Linked DNA regions of Rattus norvegicus: region 1 is linked to region 2. A link is a contact called in public Hi-C data. All regions are on one chromosome and are shown on one strand. Each heading gives the region's core, a stretch centred on a gene start, on an enhancer-like site or on the middle of the called end of the contact. The rest is flanking DNA. Distances are from core to core; before and after follow the strand shown.

Region 1 (3,031 bases), core at 378-2,877, 120 kb after region 2:
ATGAAAGAATTGAATGACTGTGGACCTGAAAGCAACCCCCTCCGAAGTCCCCCATGATTATTATCTCAATTAGACAAGCCATTGTTAAGATCAGTGACTGTGTTTTGCAATGAGTTACAGAACTTCAGCTGGGTTCCTAGTGAGCAGATGGGCAAAGGAAGCAGAACCAGACACCGAGCAGGCTTCCTTTGAAAGAATCAACACGGAAAGGGAGTGAAAGAAAGCCTGGCCTATTGCATTTCAGTTCAGATAAGAAAATGTAAGTTGTGTGCAATGGGTGGAGTCGGTAATAAATATCTAATACTTGTTCATTGAGTGTTGACTCTGTTCTGTTGGGGGTGGGGGTCAGCAATTCCCAAGTATTAGCTCTTCAAGTGAGAAAGAAGGGAAGAAAAGTTAAACCAACCAATAAGGTGAAATTGAAGAAGAAGAGGAGGAAGAGGAGGAGGGAGGAAAAGGGAGGGGGAGGAGGAGATCACATGTATTGACAGGGTGCACTGTCACTCCCAACTGATTTCTAAAATAACACTTTATTAGAGTATAATCATTATACAGCGCGATGGGTCTCATAATGACATTCTCATTCAAGTATGTCATTAAATATGCTTAAATTAGCAGACTGGGTTTCCTAGACCTTTAGTGTCCTCTGCAGCCTGTGTCTCTTCCGTCTATTGTTATCTAATCTCCTCTTCCCAGCCACACAGGAGAGTTCACAGTTGGGTTCCCCAAAGTCCAGCTCTCTGGCAGTCTTCAGAAATAGTTCCTTCCACGTGCCAGAATTTCAGCAGTAAGTACATGTTGACTGGAACATTGAGCTGCATGCTTTAAAAAAAAAGTCTCCCACTAAATTATACAACATGCAGCTGAGCAAATATTGGAGATGCTTAGAGAATGCATCCCATACGTGTACTCGCAGGATATGCTTTTGGAAAGAGAAGGCTAGCTTCTTCCCCTGTGCTAAATAAGACCAGAGATAGATTGCTCCATTTAAGATTTCCATTAATTCCATTAATAAACTTCTCAGGATATGAAATGTCTCCAGAATGTAGTGAGGCTAAGATGAAAGCCGCATAATTCTCACTGGTGTCAAGCCCAGCAAGCAGGAGAAGATATGCTAATGCGGCCGTTTGCCGCAGGGCTGGTGTTATTTATATAGTGCTAGCTGGGCAAGGGCTGGCTCTGGAGTCTGGAGTGCCGAGAGCATTTGGATCTCCTGTGAGGTGTAGATGTGTGCGCCTGTGCACACAGCATGGGAATTATGAATCCGAGACCTTGGGGAGGGGGTGGGGCAGGCCGCCCTCATTCACGTTTGTATCGAGTATGTGGCTCCCCTTCAAGGTATAGCCATCCAGCATTGTGTTTATTTGACATTCATTCTGGAGCACAGAAAGAAATGGCGATTTGGGGCGGGTGCTGCAATGGGTCGCGTGTGACCCAGCGTTGGAGGGGCTGTCAACCTAAAATTGTCAAATATGCTTCCTTGCCCCTGACCCGTGGCCATAAAAAGCAGCCTTATTTGAGTCTGGAAGAAGCACAGAAGGTTGTTCTGGAAGGCAGGCAACGCTTGGGCTCAGGACCAGGAGTGGGGTGCCAGCCACCGGGCACCTCGGATACGAAGAGAGGTCACGGAAAGCCGGTGTGCCCTGGGCGGGGTTCCTTGCGGTTGTGGGACTTGAGACTGGCAGACGACCCTATCCCCTCATTCCCCGCCAGTGCGGACTCCTTGGGGACCCCTGTCCAGCCCAGAGACCGCCGGGGATCTTGCGTCGGCCCGGGTGTCCCTCTCCCCGCCCCTGCGTCTGTCCAGGCGGCGGCGACGGAGCCCGGCTGGAGGGGGCGCTCGTGCGCAGGAGCGGCGCAGCAGGTGCCGCGGTTACCTCCACCTCGGCGGGGGGAGAGGGGGCGGGCCGGGGCGGGAGGCGGAGGCCAGCTCGGTGAGCCGAGAGCGCGGCCGGCTCCCCAGGCTGGCTGCGAGCTCGCGGCTTCCGGGAGCGCCCGAAGTCCGTGGAGGACCTCCTAACCCGCGGCCGCCCGCGGCTCCAGCACAACGCGCACCGGTGCCCGCAGGGCCCTGAGTCGCGACAAGGGCGCGGGTCGGGCTCCTCCTCCTCCGCGGCCAGCGCGCAGCAGCGGAGAGCCTCGGAGCTCGGCGGGCGCCCGGGCCGCGGCGCGGATGAGCCGCGGAGGCTAAGGGCTCGAACGTCTTCTGCCCGGCGCCCAGGGCGAGGGGGTGCGCGGGTGACATGGGGGTGGCCTGACTCACCGGGCCCGGAGCATTCTCTCCGGCCGCGGGCCCTCCTCCTCGGCGGCGGCGCTGTGCCCGGGCGCCCGCCGAGCTCCGCCGCGCTCTATGCGCCTCTGCGGGCGCCGCGGGCCCTGGCCATGGCGATAGACCGGCGGCGCGAGGCGGCGGGTAGTGGTGCCGGGAGGCAGCCGGCCCCGGCGGAGGAGAACGGCTCCCTGCCGCCCGGAGACGCGGCGGCCTCGGCGCCCCTCGGGGGTCGCGCGGGCTCCGGGGGCAGCGCGGAGATCCAGCCGCTGCCTGCGCTGCACCCCAGCGGCGGCCCGCACTCGAGCTGCTGTGCGGCAGCAGCCGCCCCGAGCCTCCTGTTGCTGGACTACGATGGCTCTGTGCTGCCCTTCCTCGGGGGCCTGGGCGGCGGCTACCAGAAGACCCTGGTGGTGCTCACCTGGATCCCGGCGCTGTTCATCGGCTTCAGCCAGTTCTCGGACTCCTTTCTTCTGGACCAGCCCAACTTCTGGTGCCACGGGGCCGGCAAAGGCACCGAGCTGGCGGGTGCCACTGTCACCGGCCGATGGGGTGACATGGGCAACTGGACCAGCCCCTCAGCCACCCCTTTCTCCACTGCCTCCTGGGGGACCACAAGCAACCGAAGCAACAGCAGCGACACACCACCCCTCCCGTCCCCTCCAGGCAAAGGGAACAACGACTCAAATTGCGAGTGCCACGCGTGGGACTACGGCATCCGCACTGGCCTCGTCCAAAACGTGGTCAGCAAGGTAAGGACCA
Region 2 (2,727 bases), core at 10-2,509:
AGCAATACTTCCTTCCAAGAACAGAGAAAACACATTGTATATTGTTTAACAACCTCCTTTGTTGTGAGATATTTTAAAAGTCGAGAGAATAATCAATAACAAGAAATTCCTAATCTAGATGTAAATACTTAACATTTTGTCATATTGCCTTCCATCTATATTTATGACTAGAACAATTAAGATTATGTCCTTCTATTATCGAGGTAGTTAGTTAACTCAGGCCATATTTTAAACAATAACACTTGTAGATCATGCTGTTTACTTCATGAGGTGTCATGGAAGACATCGTGTAAATTCTCACTGTTCCATAGCATGTTGCTACATGTTGGTCAAGAGGTTATGAATTTAACGGCTTTGCATATTTTAAGAGGAATTTACACTTTGCCAACTTTAAAAACAAATTGTCTGTAGATAGCATTTGAAGATCCTAGGTTGCATTTTTACCTAGGCCATCTGTTCACAGCCCTTATGTGAATCAAGTATTTCATTGGAGATTGAAAAAAATGGTTATTTTCCCAATTTCATCCTTCTTACAACAAAGAATTGCTGCTTTTCCCTTGTAAAATAATATTTTCACTCATCCACTAAATTTGGCTTGAAGTATAATGGCTATTGAACAGGCAGCATGAATGTTTAATCCTTTCCAATTTTCAGCATAAGGAGTTTGCAAAATTACCATTTCCAATGGCGACAAATAATAATTTTCACTGCCTTTTAAAATGGTATTATTTTGGACTTGTGAATTTTATGAACGTAAAATGTTCTGAATAGCATGCTTCACTCACAATTATTATTCCTTATAGTTCTCTTTATTACCACATTTTTTTCAGTGCTGTAGATCCAAACCTTATGCATACAAGGCAAGTTCTCCATCACACTATCACTGAGTCCTTTGGGGTCTTTGGATGTTTGCTTGCTTGTTTCAAGACAAGCTGTCACTTTGTATTCCAGGCTGGCATCAATTTTGCAAATATATAACTTGAAGCTCATTGTGAGGAAATAGTAGGCAAATATGTATTTAGGGCCAACCCAAAAGCATCTGCCTTGTCGTCTTCGAAAATGAAAGAGCTGTGAGCACAAGGAAACAGAGGAAGTGTTCTGTACTGAGGAGACAGCGACACAAAGAAGGCCGATGTGAATGATTCATACACATGTTTGTGGGCATGCAAGATCATTGTTTTCTCCTGTGTTATCACAACCGTGACCAAGAAAACTTACAAAGGAAACCATTTGTTTCAGGCTTCCAATTACAGAGGGTAGAGTCCATGTCCATTGTGTTGGGAGTAGGGAGGAGGGAAGGCAGAAGGAAGGCAGGAAGGCAGGCATGGCACTGGAGCAGTAGCTGAGAGCTCATATCTTCAGACACAATCAAGGGACAGAAAGAGCTAACTGAAAATGGCATGAGTCACTGGTCACTTCTAAAGTTCACCAATAATGACACAACTCTGCCAACAAGTACATCTCTTCTAATCCAGTGTTTCTCAACCTACGGGTTGAGACCATCAGAAAACACATATTCCCTAAGGTTTTAGGAACTGAGACTCCACTCAGTAGCAACACTACAATTATGAAGTAGCAACAAAAATAATTTTAGGGCTGGGAGTCACCACACCATGAGGAACTGTATTAAAGGGTGGCAGCATTGGGAAGGTTGAGAGCCACTGTCCTAATCCTTCCCCAAAAGTTCCACTAATAGGGGACAAAGCATTTAAATATATGAGCCTGTAGGGACCATTCTAATTCAAACTACCATAGCTCCTTGTTTCTTTCATACTGTGGCCTGGTTTCCTAGAGCTCCTGAGTACTCTCTGTTGTCTTGTCTCCTACTTTCCATGAGGGCCCCAAATGCAGCCACATGAACTTCCTTCCATTACTCCAGCATTCACACTCCTCCTTTTTTAGTGAGGTTTGAGCATGGTGAGTCCACTACAAACTGAAGGATCACAAGTACGAAACTCACTGACTGGGACCAACTTGCCCCTTGCTCTATAGCAGGGCACAATGTGACCTCAGCTCTTTGTTAAGCAACTGTAAGACTTCCTGGGCACTCCCTGCTACTACACACTACCACCAGAGGTGATGAAATGGCATGGTGTTATCCCAAGAAGTAATTCAGATTCAAAATTCAAGGAATGGTTTTAACTGAAGATATATCATTAAGTAAAAAAATTATTCATGGAAACAAAATGAATCAGGGATTATCTACATGTAAAGAACGTCTGCTGTTCTGGGTCTTGAACCTTGCTCTGCCTTTAACTGGGACCTCCAACCTCCTTCCACGATACTCTCATACATTTCTTAAAATCTTTGCTCCGGTATCCCTTTCTAACGATGCACCCATTAGTCAAGTGAATTTGGTGTACTTCTCCCATCTGTCCCCTCTCCTACCATAGACACCATTCAATGCCTGCCATTAAAAGTGTGCTGTGATGTCAGGATAGTGGGACATCATGGCCTAAGCTGTGCAGAGATGCATAGCCTTGACCAATATGAGAAGAATGGATGGGTCCTGCATTTCTTCATTGCATGCTGGCTCACAGGGCGTGGCAGTTTGAGCAGGGTCCCAGCACACAACCGCCCGCTGTCTCTGTTTTCCCTGCTCTTTGCAGACTGGTTCTTCACTAGAATGTCGTTCCATGGATTTGATCATTTTCTCTGTGCAATTCATGAATCCTATAGGTTAGAGCAGTGCCACTGCTGGATGAGCCATGTTTTCCTGTAAATCTC

What was found. A called contact is a pair of places that touch in the nucleus more often than the background predicts.
Region 1: a contact with region 2 is called in a Hi-C map of Schwann cells, with 4 times the contacts expected there. The contact joins the promoter of Slc22a23 here to the enhancer-like site in region 2. A contact is called at or near these places in 2 of 12 Hi-C or Micro-C datasets (Schwann cells and mammary epithelial cells).

Annotation. Positions count from the first base shown.
Region 1 is chr17:30,747,818-30,750,848 of GRCr8, forward strand. Slc22a23 (solute carrier family 22, member 23) reads left to right here and starts at 1,628. Exons shown (of 11, transcript NM_022624.1): 1 at 1,628-3,021. The coding sequence starts at 2,383.
Region 2 is chr17:30,623,957-30,626,683 of GRCr8, forward strand. No RefSeq gene overlaps it. Among named protein-coding and RNA genes, the nearest start is that of Slc22a23, 120 kb to the right of the region's middle. Within about 2 kb of position 1,260, at least 1 of the 93 cell types and tissues checked has an H3K27ac peak or open chromatin away from gene starts, as enhancers often do. A contact at or near this core is called in Schwann cells, where this site is marked.